3 separate regions of the Mus musculus genome follow, and all the other regions are linked to region 2. A link is a contact called in public HiChIP or PLAC-seq data. All regions are on one chromosome and are shown on one strand. Each heading gives the region's core, a stretch centred on a gene start, on an enhancer-like site or on the middle of the called end of the contact. The rest is flanking DNA. Distances are from core to core; before and after follow the strand shown.

Region 1 (4,656 bases), core at 1,249-3,748, 80 kb before region 2:
TCAGACACAACCGAGAACCTAAGTTTCCGTTTCACACACCAGAGAATGGTGTAAGGTCCCTTGAGGTCAAAGCTCCTAGAATGACCAAAAAGAGACAGGTCAACACACACACACACACACACACATACACACACACACACATACACACACATACACACACACACACACACACACACACACACACACACACATACACACACACACACACACATACACACACACACACACACATACACACACACACACAGACACACACACACATACACACACACACACACACACACACACATACACACACACACATACACACACACACACACACACACACACACACACACACACACACACACACACACAATTTGCAGGAATCATCTGAAAGGCCACACACACTACAAACTGCACCAAAACTCTCATTCGTGGCCTTTTCATCCACTGTTGAAAAGACACACATTGCTGGTATTTTAAAAAGTCTATGAACAGTAAATAAGAATCTCTCATATAATATAATATAATATAATAGAATATAATATAATATAAATACATTAAATGAAACTAGGAGGTCTTCTAGATGCCACTACAGACCCTTCTGGCAGAGCTCAACCAGTGTACTTACCAATCTTATTAATTTCTGTTCTTTTAACAGCAGATATCCTGAACACATTTTTTTTTTAAAGAGAAAAATAAAACCCATTTCATTCTCTGAACTAGATGAAAGGGAAAGGAAAGGGGGGGATGGAGAGACATAGATGACGCTCTTGGTTCATATTACCAGCAAAATGCTTTCCTCTGTTTCATAAAACCTCAATTTTTATCTGCAGACAAATATATGGATACATTGGGCGAAAGTGGTATCAATCTTTAAACATTATTAAATTCCTCTATTGTTCTCTTGTTATTGGAACAGGAAAAGAAAGGCCGCTGATAAGCAGAAAACACTGTACTTGCTTTTCGGGAAATTAAAAAAATTAAAAAAAAAAAAGACTTCCAGCGACAGAGAAAAGAATAAAAGGTTCCCCTACCCGCTGGAAAACTAGGAAGTCGTCAGCCAGAAACAAAGAATACATCCTTGATTCAGAGGAACAGTCCAGCCCCTGAAAACCACACACACATTAATTCATCTTGTGTTAATCTCTTCCCTCCCCAGCTCTGCAGTCACCACTTACTGCATCACTTCCTCCTGATGCAAAAAACACTGAGCAACAGGGGTCACAAATCAAAAGCAGGAAGGTGCCATAGAAAAGACAATGCCCAGGACTCCAGCAGCAGGAGCAGCTTATGTGGGCTGCTCTTCTTGTCTTAGCGCCCATACACCATTACAAGAGGAACCCCATACCCAAAGAGATTATCTGAGTGCCCAGGCTACTACCCTATGCGTGGCAGCAGTCAATAAGTACTAGGGGATGTGTCAAATTTTATGAGTAGGACATTTCTAAACTTTTTTAAACCAAAGGTTGAATGTTAATGAACCCTGAAATGACTTTCTTGAGAAAGTCGCACATTTCACAAGGAACAGAGACATCAGATCTAGAGGTAAACAGCCTGTCTATGAGTCACAGAAGGGCTTTGCAACTAATTAAAACTCCGTCCAATTGATTTTTGTTGCTCATGAATGTCTATCTCCCTCAGCTCCCACGCTCAGCGCCATTCCATTTGCATCTGGCTGTCCTGAGTATGTCACTGCCTGGGTGAACATCTTCCTAGATGGTAAGAAAGTGTATTAAAAAAAAGCGAAACGTGAGGCTGGGGTTCTGAGGCGAACACAAGCCTGGAAAGAACACGATGGGATGATCAATCCTGGAAAAGGACGAACGAAGTCACCCTCACGCTCCACAGAAGGTTGATCCTGGTGACTTTCAGCTGCAAGTGGGAGAAACTAGCTTCTTACTGGGAGCTGAGGGGGGCACATCTGTGTGGAGTTGTATGCATTCAACTTTGTCCCTTTCATTCACAAAGATCTTTCCATTTTCATTCCAAAAAAAAAAAAGTAGGAACAAAAGGAAGGAGGGAAGGAAAGAAGGAGGGAGGGGAGAGGAGAGGAGAAGGAGAAAGAAAACCTATATTTAAGGAACTGTTCCTCCCAGATGACCTCTTAACCAAGATACTAATAAACATGCAATACTGCAAGCCTGGAAAAGCATAAAATAAGTCTACCAAAAAATCCTTCCCTACCCTGACAGGCCATACGGACACTTGAAACCATCAGCTTTTGACAGAAGGCAGATTCACATTAAAGCCACTGTGCTCATAAAATCATGCTTGAGCTTCCTCTCATAGACTCCCCTCCTCTCTCTAGTAAAAAGACTGTGGACACTTCACCTGACTTGGGTGAAGTGTCCACGGTACCAGATAATGGCCTGGGAATAAGAATGACACTAACGAATGGGGCACACATTTGAACGGCGAGTGGCTCAGGAAACCTGGGATGGTCCACACCCTCTGGTTGGTGGAGATGACCCAGCTCAGAGCAGCCGGTCTGTTCTCAGGCACTGAAGAACCACCTCCCACTTCCCTCTGGGGGAATCTCAGCAAGTGCTCATGTCACCTAGCTGTCCCTGTGGCCACTCAGAGGGCTGGGATTCTATAGAAGAAAATGTTTTTTTTTTTTTTTGTGTGTGTGTGCGTGTGTGTGTAGGGCTAGGGTTCAGCTGGACACAGCTGGGCCAGGCAGCCACTCAGCAGCAACGTGTGACAGAGCCCACGCTGAACCCTGGGAAAACCTGAGAGGTCATCTCCAGCCAAGTTAGAAACCACACACACAGGAGGGGCTGCCCAGAGCCACTCAGGGGAGAAAAAAAAACCCTAAACCTGCTGAAGCCAGGCATTAGATCAGCATCTGGTTAGCACTTCCTGGAGGTACAAACAGAAAGTTGAAAGCTGGTTCTGAAAGAGCACCCCTTCCCTAGCTTGAGGCCAGGATGCATTTCGTCTTTTAGCAACAATAACTGATGTATTCTTAAAACGCACAGTGTGTTCATTTTAAAATAAGACATATTACATGTGAAGCAAAAACCTTCTCTGCTACGCCCAGTGTTGCTTTAACACGAGGGTTAGACAAGGATGGGCAGGGAGTTGGTAGAATTGAGCACATCTTAGGACATAAGAGAGGACTGGAAAATGTAGTTGTGTATGTTCTTAAAGAGGTTAAGACCGAACAAAAGAAAGGGAAGAATCATTGAATGGCACAGGACCTCAAAAGAGTCCTTGCCTATGGAACGTGCCTGGGAAGCACTGCTCGAATGTTAAAATGAAAGTTCACATGACACTAAGTCCTTCCTGTGGTCATTCCCAGTGCAGTGGAAGAAAACTTCCCTCTTTACCTACCTACCACGCTTCTCTTAGCAAGGGATACAACATCTTTAATCAGGACTTCCTCCTATCTCCTTGAAGAGCAGGAGAACCCACAACTCCCAGAAGGGTAGGTCACTGTATGATGTCTCCCAGCCAGAATGCAGGTAACGTGAGTGGTTTTCAAGCGACTGTTCTCTCTAACTGGTCTGAGGCCAAGTTCCTGGAGCTTCCTGCTTTTATTTCCCAGATACTTGACACTGGTTTCCGCCTTCTCGGAGCCCTTTCTGTTTTTCCTGTGCCGCTTATCAGGCCATCAAATTGGCAATGAACTCAAACATGTTTTGAACAATAATTCTTCTAAAAATCTATACCTATAGTATATAGTTTTAAAATGTTGACTTAACCTAAGCTAAAAGTCTACTGTTTCAAATATTTTACTTTGACTCTGTTTTCTTTCTCCTATCATGAAATGGGGGTTAAAGTCATTTAAAGACACACTCACACACCACACACACACCTCCATATATGTGTGTGTGTGTGTGTGTGTGTGTGTGTGTGTGTGTGTGTAGGCATTTATTTTCCCCAAATGAAAAAGCAGAATACTCTTATGTGGATGTTCATTATACAGACCTGCAATCTAGTTGATGTTGCTGTGTGATGTTTTATTTTCGAGTTCTTTATAAAAAAGGGTTTTTTTTAGAGAACAGCACACTGTATTATCAATTCATGATTGCCTTTATTAAAAAAAATGAGGCAGTGATTCAGATTTTAAATTTCATAAAGGCCTTACTGTCTTTCGTAAGCAGAGTAAGTACTTGTAAATGGCATTTAAGCAGCCAAAGGAGAAACCATTGGGGACCCTGACAGTAATGAGATCCTTGTGCCATCTGGAAGGTGAGGATAATATGTTTTTTTTTTCACTTGGCCACAAGAAGACCTAGCAGTTCCAAAGTTGATAGGCAATATTAATTGGAATCATTTAAAATTAAAATTTAAGACAGTGTCTATGAGATAAAGCAATGCAATCATAAGCATAACCTGGCACTAACTCACTTAAGAAAAGTAGAATCTATATTTAATCCTTTTAATGAAGAATCTGACTTAACAATTAGAAACCTGCAAATACTAAAGCCCTAAAGTTGAGAGGGCAAGGTTTCCCCAAAAGCCGCTTGCTTGAGTCTCTAAAAGACACATATGTTGAGCTTATCCTTTGGGCGGGGGGCAGGAGAAGGGAGATAATTAAATATATGTGTTGAATCATCGATGAATATGTTTTTGCAGCGGTCTGAAGAGGCCACGAAGGGTCCCCCAGGTGTGGTAAACCTCATCAGGTGTACAACACACAGCCCGTGTCTATCCTCTTGTCAA
Region 2 (4,417 bases), core at 708-3,207:
ATTTTATTCAATGTGTGTGTGTGTGTGTGTATGTGTCTTTGCGGTATATGCAAATGCACACGAGTGAGTGGGTGAGGACACCCATTCTGTGGGCATGTGTATAATACATGTATTGGGTGTTTTCCTCTTTTGCCTTTTATATTAATTATTTGAGGTGTGTGTGTATGTGTGTGTGCTCGCTGAACCTGGGGCTACATTACCATTTTGGCTAGATTGACCTGCAAGTCCACAAAGCTACAGATGTATACAGTCACAGCAGCTTTTCTGTAAGTGCTGTCCATCTGAACTCAAGTCTGTAAGTTTCCACAGGCAACACCTTAACCCACTCAGCCATCTCTCCAACATGTCTTATCTTCAGAGACACAGTCTCCTTCTATGACCCATGCTGCTCTTGAACTTTTGAACCTCTGGTGCCTCAGTCTTCCAAGTCTACAATTACAGGCGTGTTCTGTCATATACAGCCTGATTTGTGAATTTTCAAGGTGGTAATGTTTCAGGAAATGTGAATACCTCCAGACATGCACTTACACAGTTAATGTGCGTTCACATACCCACCCACAGGCTCCATTAAACAGCCTGTTCTGCCTTCTGTGTCTTCTCCAGAAACATCCAGGAGACAGTTAGGCAACAGTTCAACACGCTGCCAGCTAAGCACTAAGACATTCTCTGTTTGAATTAGACAGGTTGGAGCAGAGGAGCAGAGAAGTGGGCGGAGTGGAAGGCAGAATTACAGTCTCTTTCTTTTACATGGAAAATTGTATTGCAGCACCCATGGATAAGGGAGGAAAGAATTACCTTAATGGTCCAAAAAGGTAGAAAGCTGTTTGAACTTGTATGTTTTCTAAGTTATTTGGGGGACCTTAAATAACACACACACACACACACACACACACACACACACACTCACTCACACAAACTCACACATATTCACAATTCACACATACTACACACACACTCACACGCACACACATACCCCACAAATACACAAATATAACCACTGTTATCCATGAATTCACATATCTATGAATGTCTAGTAATTGATATATTTATCTTTCATGATTCTCCTCAGTAGAGTATAAATGCATTCTAAACATTTCTGGTAAAAACAATTCCATGGTTATTTTAACATTTCTTGTACAGATTTATATTTCCAAGTAATACTTCTTGAGATGTTGGACTTGTTGAATTTAGTATTTCATTTCTTTTCAATTTATCTCCTTGACTCAAGAAGTGGCTGCCAGTCCAATAGAAATTTTTAAAAGTATTGTTATTGCTCACATTAACTTCTAAGAGATATTGTGTAATTTTGAGGTTAAAGTACTTGCTTCTGTTATAAGAAACACACTAGTGGTTTCCAAAATGATATCCTGTCCTGGGCTCCAGTTCCCTTGTAATATTGTGGAGAAAGTCATGCTAAAAGTCTATTAAGTCTACTTCATGTGGGATGAGAAAATGAATTCATCTTCATTTTTTTTAAAAAAAATGGGCAATGCATGTATCCAGTTCATTAAAAGACAAAGGATTTCTATAATTTGGAGAGAAACTAGAATTTGTACCCAGATCACTAAAACCAACCAGCCAACCAACCAAAAACCCCACCTCTCATTATGAAAGTGAAAGGGCTAGTTAGAAGGCATAAAGCAATCAGAAATGAAGTCAGGAGAAGGAAGGGCAATAGAAAATAAACATGTGCAAAATATTTCATCTATGTGTATGAAATGTCACGGTGAAACACATTATTATGTGTGATTAAGTATGTTCCCATAAAACAAAAATGTATATTGATTAAATATGCCATACCAACAATGGTCATGATCCCATTTTATCCCATTTCAAATTATTTATCAAAAAGATCTTCACAAATCTTCCTTAACCATTTGTTTTCAATGCATAGCTAGATGCAGGTGTGGCACTCATTTTAAAGTGGGGAATTTTACTGAGGTAATGCATGGTGAGTCATGTCACAAGGTCAGACATGCCCTAGAGGACAAAACTGGGTTGTCATTTTAACACATTTTGCTTTAAGGTGTTAATAAAAAAATCATAAAACTTCAGAGAGCACAATGAAAAAGTGTCTATATTTTATTTGCTCTTTGGATTGAAGAATTTTGATGTCCATCAAGAAAGAACCCAATGTAGTCAGGCATGGTGGCATATGCCTTTATCACCATTACTTGGGAAGCAGAGAGAGGTGTGTCTTTGCCAGTTCAAGACCATCTTGATCTACATAGATATTTTCAGGCCAACTTGGGTTACAGAGAGGCCCCATTTCAAACAAACAAACAACTCCAAAATACAAAACAACAACAACAACAACCAGTCCAGTGTGATTGTGGTTGAACAACTGATAAGCTAATGGATTTAGAGAGGTCTGGTCTAAGTCCAGTGAAATAGTCAGGCCAATAGAGATTTACACATTTCTAAATCAGGCCTATCATTCAATTTTATGATGGGAAGTTGCCAAAGCAGGGCTGAGTCTGAAAACCTGACTGGGACTGGGGCTGGCCAGAAATGAAGAGCGACAGACCCAAACAACATTGAGTGCTGGTATTGGGTGGGCTGTGCCTCTGTGTCTGAGTGGAAATGCACCAGCAGCCTGGATACTCAGCAAGTTTACAACATACAGCATGCTCGAGGAGGCAGGTTAGCTAAATGGGTACTTCTTACCCATACTGCCTCTGGCTACAGGCCAGCTGTTGGTCAGTGTTGCAGAGGAAGGCCTCAGCATTCCCATGATTCATGCCCAGGTCAACAGTATCCATTTGCCTTGGACTTCATCTGCTCTCCACAGGAAATATTCTTATTTGGCACCTGAACTCAGGGTCCAACACAGTGATAAAGCAGTTACCAAACAGAAAAGGGCCCTGAGTTCGCTCCTTAGCACAGTAGTAGTAATAATAATAATAATAATAATAATAATAATAATAATTATTATTAATAGTACTATCAACCCCGAAACATATAAAATAAAAGGAGGGATGTCAGGTCAAAGGTAAGACTGGGGATCCTTGAAAATCAGGGTCAATTAGTTTATGGGGTCAGGAAAATCAATTCCATATTTCCACCAGACTATGAAATGCTTTAAGTCCTCACATCACATTTTTAAATTTTTTATCCAATTATAATTTCCCAGCTTCTATCCTCATTACATGTTTCGGTGACCAAACCAACCATATTTATTATATCTCGTTTCTGTAATTCCCAAAGTGAAACGTAACAGAAGACTTCAATTTGATACATTCCAGAGGGCTCTGTCCTCACTTTTACTTTGCATGTTACATAAGCAGTCCTTCTCAGGCCTTAGGAAGTCAACTCCATGGGACAGTTTTTTTTTTGATAGAGGAAGTACCAACCCCCCTTTCAAGACACCACTGAGTTTTAAAAGGTTCCTGGCCAGGGATAGATCGTACGATAAGGGAAAGTTTCCTTAGTGCACTGTAGATAACTCCCCTCTAACTTCCCCTGAAGAAGCGAGAGTAGCGATAAGCACTTGGGCAGGTCCACCCTAGGGCGATGTTAAAGGCAGAGGAAAGGATTCCTGGGAACGACCTCTGTAGTGAAGAATGCTACTGGGTCTTTGAAACTGTTGAGAAATAGACTGTGCTTTGGTTTAATGTTATACCTTTTAGATTCGAGACTTGGCCAAAATCATCTCTCGACACATCACAGTTATGGCTGCTTTTTACTCCCGTGACTTCTCTGGGCTGTGTAAATATTAAATATTAATTTCCTATGGTTTAAAATCGAGTGCATTTGTGGCCCTAACTTTGTGGCATTGGTGTAAAGGCCAATGAACAACCTGGTTAACTCAAAGCCTATGCATATATAGAGGAAAGATGCCTCCTTTACAAAACCTTCAGCTACACGGGCATGCCTGTCATGCTAGGAACTGAGTTCGGGCAACCACTAGGTGTCACTATACACAGGTCTTGGGGTTTGTAGACACCAAGGTACCAAGATACCAAGATCACTTGTGTTCCTTGGTGAAGCTGTTCTTCCTTGTCGAAGATACAGAGATAAATTAGATTTAATCCCACCTCCTTCATGAGAAAAAATATTTACTTTTTGTTTGTATCTCAAAGAAAACCCTTTGCCACTCCACTTCTCATGGGCGTTTTGCTGTCTCTTGATCTCACAAGAAAGGCTGTGAACTTGAGATAGGTTGAGAATCCTTTTCTCTAGGTAGCACAGGCTCAAGTTTAGCTTCCCTCAAGGTTATTAAGATGCTATTTAGATGGATGTGTTCCACGGAGCTTCTTAACTGTTCATTAGCGTGAAATTGAGTCATGTGACTACGTCAAGTTAAAGTTATATTATCACTGTGTCTCTTTGAAAGAGAGTGTGGATCCAGGGTACGTGGGTTTTACTAATACAGAAGAAGGAGAGAGAGGCAGGTCTTGGCTGGGTCCAATGAGTT
Region 3 (4,718 bases), core at 556-3,055, 120 kb after region 2:
ACTGATATAGATTGTCTAATGTTTATAAATGTGTGATGTTTTTAACATTAGTTTTCTTTCTTTGTAATCATTGATGTTACCAAAAAATTTGCATATATTGCATATATATAATTTTTTACATATATTGCATATACATATATAATTATTACAAAATAGATCATTTTCTGTTTTTATTTTTTGCTAGCCAATATGACTTTAAATTTTAATTCACATATCTAAGAAAATGGATAGTCTCAGCTTTGTACTTCTTTAAATTCTTTAATTTGTGGTTATAGTCTTTGTTTAGGTTTCTGTAAAAAAAAATGGCCAAATTAGGCTAAGAACGTTTGCTTTATTACAGGTATATTTGGGTTAGTGTTGTACTGTTAATCAAACTGATTAATGTGGATTTATTTAAGTAGTATTAAGTCTACATTGTTGTATTGACTGACGTTTGTGCTTTCTGTTTCTGGGCTGTGGTCTGTGGGCTAATGCAGAAATTTAGTCAGTGTTCCTTCCTCTCAAGATAGTGATAATGAATGTGTTACAAAGAAACCAGCCAGTTAAAAATGTCATGGGAAGTTGTGAAAATGTAGCTTCACTAATCTTCACCCTTGGCTTGCTATCGTCAGATGCAGTTGAAGGCAAAACCAAATGTATTCAACTTTTAGTCTCTGGGGAATGGTTTCAATATTTTTTCAAGCTGGTGGTGATCTCTGCACAACATCCTTATGGGGAAGCTCCGCTTCATAGTCATGTCCTGACATTTCTCCTTGTACCATTAGAAAGGGTAAGCTCACCATGTACCGGAATGTGCTATGGTTGTTTTGTTTTTAAGACATTAGAGGGTATTTATATATGTGTGTGGCCCAACAATGAGCAGTTTCTCCACTCTAAGTTTCCATGCTAAATTCATTAATTTTAGAGTGAATAAATGTGTTTTGGTTTCAGACCCTAAAAGAGAAAATTTCTGGAGTTGTTGTGTGGGTGGGCAACATTCACCAAAACAGTTTGAAGATGTCTCAGGGTGGCAGGTAGGGAAGGTTGGGATGGTATTGTCTAAAATGTTAGAGATCATAGTCAGAATGGCCATCAACTCACCTGCTTTGACCAGCAACACAATTTGGCTAATCTTGATCAGAAAACATGTGTAGTTCCATTCTGTTCCTACAGTTAGATCAAACCCTTCTTTCATTTGGGGGTAATCCTTTAAAAGTCTTCAATGAACTTGTTTGATTTTGCACCTTCTGTTTGAATGGCTTTGCTGTTATTTGCAACTAAGGACTTTTTCCTGGCACAGCCCATAAAGCACTTAGCATTGTGTAGTATAGGGAATTAGGAAGCTTTTACTGCAGCATGCTGCCTGTTCTCAGAACTTTCAGGTGACTCTTCTTAAGTTTCAGGTCAATGCCCAGAGGTATCCTTCTGCTGTTGGAACTCATGCTGTCTGAGGCTTCTGATACATCAGAGTCCTGAACGTTCCTTTCTTCAACCTATCGTGCTTTATGAAATATTATTTAGCAAAAGTAATGGGAGGGGGGGAAGGGAGTGGAAGAAAAAAAACTTGTACTTACTATTAGTCCAATAGATGAGTTTTTCTTTATAATAAGAACCAAATGTTAAGTCAGATATGGTGGCTAAGGACTGAGTAGGCTGTAGGTCCAGCTTTTGAGAAGCTGGGGCAGGGGAATTGCCTATGATTTCAAGCTAATCTGTGGTACAGAGTAAGATTCTATTTCAAACAAAAACCGCTAGTGTGGATGATAGATTACTTATCTAATGAGGACAACTACTGGTCACTTTGGGCAGAGCAAGTTCTAATGTCACAGTAGTTCAGGAGGAGTGACAGAAGCTACCTGTATGACTAAGTTCTGTATGACACACATCACCAAAGAGATTGTTGGTGTTCGAATTACTGAGGATGGGCCTTCTATTCGGATGAGTTCTGCATGCCCTCGAGAACCGCGGCTTCTTTCATTCGCTCACCTTTAAATCATACCATCTTACCACTTAGTACTTCGGAGATAAACTTTCAAACTAGTGCATAAAGTCGATTCTCTCCTAACAATGATGAACCTGAATAGACCGAGTTGACCCGTACCTCAGAGGATAAAAGCGTGGAGTGTGACCTCAGATGCCAAGGGAACAACTTCCATTCCAGGCAGCTGTCCAGCGAATCTGTCCTTTCCTAGCCAACATCACGCCTGATTTCCTCTTAACCGAGAGATGTGTTTTGATTTTGCCTTGATTTTCCAGGTGTCTCCTACTTTCATGCCAACTTGGAGCCATGCAGCTGGACCAGGGGCTTGACTAGGAGCCCAAGTTCTAACCATGTGTCTTCGAGTCACTTTCCAAGCCATCAGAGGTGGGCTCTGGCCTTGGCAGCAGTATCGTTTGTTAATTTTCCCACCTTCTGGAAAGGACACCTGGTCCTGAAACCTGATCTGATATATTTTTTTTCTCTATTTGGAGATGAGTGAATTCTGCTTTTGGTCCCCTCTACACTGCTGTTAAATGGCTGGACATAATGATTCCAGATTTCTTTTCTATTCCTGGACATAGTAAGTGTATTATAAAACAACCTACAGAGAACACACTGGTGGCATTTTCTATATGCATGTGCATGTATGAACTATACTTCATCTCCTAATTCATGATGTTGCCATGTAGAGAGGCCAGAGCAATCTTTGTGTCATCTCCAGCCCATTCTAACAGCTGACATAAGCCAGATTTTTTTAATAAGCAGAAAGACAGTTAGTGCTTTTCACGCACAGCTGTGCATCTTGTGCTGAAAGTTATGAGTGATTCTTGACCATTACCTCTTAGGAATTACACTGAAGCTCCCCAGTTGCCAATGTCCCTTGAACATCAGTCGAAAAATACATTCTTAATTAGATTCTTAAATGCAATATCTTAGATCATTGCAAGCAAATCTCATTTATATTTGACAACTGATTCATAGAAGAGAACAAATTTTGGCTTGTTTCAGAAAACAGTGATGGAGGATGCTTCCTCCAGTGTCCACAACTCAGATAACGATGGGGAACAACAGAGGGAAGTGCACCTTAGAACTCCTGTCACTTGGATGTAAATTCCCATTGTGATTCTTTCTTTCTGTGTGATCTCCTCCCCTACCCTGGTGATAATACTGTCTCATGGCACTTTTGCTGGAACGAAATGTGATGCCATTTATAATTTAAAGCACTTATAACATTAAATTATAACGTACAAATATTTATAGAACTTCTAGAATAATGGTGAATGCCTCACAGAGACTCAGTTATTCAAAACCTTTCCCTGAGCAGCTATTATATGCGGGGGCTGCCTGTGAGTGACATGAGTCCAAATATGTCAAAGTATGTGCCTTGAGAGGAGAAATGGGCTAGCAATAGGCTCATAAAGGTAATTGGAATGAATAATTACAGAGACCAGACTACGGGGGTATTGGAGAGAGGGGCGGGATCAGGAAAGGCTAGGTGTGTAGTTTCCATTTGAGTTAAATGTGAGCCAGGAAAGAAGAAGTAAAGGGAGGCAGTGCAGGGCTGGGGTGCAGTCTAGTGGCTGAGCATTTGCTTTGCGCATCACCTCCAGCATCCAGAAAGACAGGAGATATGTCATAAATGCATTTAAAAATGGCTCATGTGTGCAATCCCAGCGTTTGGGAAGTAGAAACAAGAATATTAGGATCCAAATCATGAGTCAATTGTCAGTAAATCAATATCCTATAAGGACATTCAACTCACTGAATTATCTTTGCTTTCTTTCTTTAATTCACATCGGATCTGTGACGATTTTCAAGCTTTTGGTCACTTGTTGATGGTTCTAAGATATTTCTTTCCTGTTGGAGACAGGAAAGAAGAAACCAATTTCATGGAGCACAAAGAGTTTATAATTCATACTGAAGTTGGTGTCTAAGAGACTAAGAAGAAAATGATGGTGTAAGAAAGGCATTAAAAGTAGAAAATACTTGGTGTTATAAAATTAGATGCAGGGATAGTATAAGCCAGAAGGAACAGTAAGGCGGCAAATATTACCAGCCTTAAATCTTGATTTTTTACGAGATGGAGGCCAGAACTTCTCCTGAGCTACACCAAAGAAGTTCTGAGGTAGACTTGTGAAGATGAAGGTTTGTGGCTCAAGGGAACTGGGTGTAGGGCAGTTGATGGAATAGGATACTAAATTTCCGCAAGTTCTTGGAAATGAAAGGCCTGTGACTCAAGGCTGAGCTAGGAGCTTTACAGAAGCTTTGCAATTTTATGAGGTTCCATTTGTTAATTCTTGATCTTACAGCACAAGCCATTGGTGTTCTGTTAAGGATTTTTTTTTTCTGAACATATCTTCGAGGCTTTTCCCCACTTTCTCCTCTATAAGTTTCAGAATCTCTGGTTTTATGTGGCGTTCCTTGATCCACTTAGACTTGAGCTTTTTACAGGGAGATAGGAATGGATCATTTCACATTCTTCTACATGATAACCGCCAGTTGTGCCAGCACCATTTGTTAGAAATGCTGTCTTTTTTGCCCTGGATGGTTTTAGCTACTTTGTCAAAGATCAAGTGACTATAAATGTGTGGGTTCATTTCTGGGTCTTCAGTTCTATTCCATTGATCTACCTATCTGTTGCTGTACCAGTACAATGCTGTTTTTATCACAATTGCTCTGTAGTACAGTTTGAGGTTAGGGATGGTGATTCCACCAGAGGTGCTTTTATTGTTGAGAATAGTTGTTGCTATCCTAGTTT

What was found. HiChIP or PLAC-seq counts read pairs in DNA pulled down with a chosen protein or histone mark.
Region 1: a BATF HiChIP or PLAC-seq map of CD8 T cells shows a contact between it and region 2, with 11 read pairs. The contact joins two enhancer-like sites. A contact is called at or near these places in 1 of 15 datasets of contacts at CTCF or cohesin (CD8 T cells), 1 of 115 datasets of contacts at active chromatin or transcription factors (CD8 T cells) and 2 of 9 other capture datasets (adipose tissue and liver).
Region 3: a CTCF HiChIP or PLAC-seq map of CD8 T cells shows a contact between it and region 2, with 34 read pairs. The contact joins two enhancer-like sites. A contact is called at or near these places in 1 of 39 promoter capture datasets (the C10 cell line), 3 of 15 datasets of contacts at CTCF or cohesin (CD8 T cells, embryonic stem cells and pro-B cells), 52 of 484 Hi-C or Micro-C datasets (the C10 cell line, CD4 T cells, CD8 T cells and 23 more) and 5 of 115 datasets of contacts at active chromatin or transcription factors (CD8 T cells, T-cell acute lymphoblastic leukemia, astrocytes and 2 more).

The regions. Positions count from the first base shown.
Region 1 is chr17:78,243,748-78,248,403 of GRCm38.p6, reverse strand. The region is part of intron 2 of Crim1 (cysteine rich transmembrane BMP regulator 1 (chordin like)); the gene reads right to left. Among named protein-coding and RNA genes, the nearest start is that of Gm41620, 35 kb to the left of the region's middle. Within about 2 kb of position 2,498, at least 68 of the 459 cell types and tissues checked have an H3K27ac peak or open chromatin away from gene starts, as enhancers often do. A contact at or near this core is called in CD8 T cells, where this site is marked.
Region 2 is chr17:78,162,976-78,167,392 of GRCm38.p6, reverse strand. No RefSeq gene overlaps it. Among named protein-coding and RNA genes, the nearest start is that of Gm32282, 35 kb to the left of the region's middle. Within about 2 kb of position 1,957, at least 9 of the 459 cell types and tissues checked have an H3K27ac peak or open chromatin away from gene starts, as enhancers often do. A contact at or near this core is called in CD8 T cells, where this site is marked.
Region 3 is chr17:78,047,463-78,052,180 of GRCm38.p6, reverse strand. No RefSeq gene overlaps it. Among named protein-coding and RNA genes, the nearest start is that of Gm32076, 60 kb to the right of the region's middle. Within about 2 kb of position 1,805, at least 3 of the 459 cell types and tissues checked have an H3K27ac peak or open chromatin away from gene starts, as enhancers often do. A contact at or near this core is called in CD8 T cells, where this site is marked.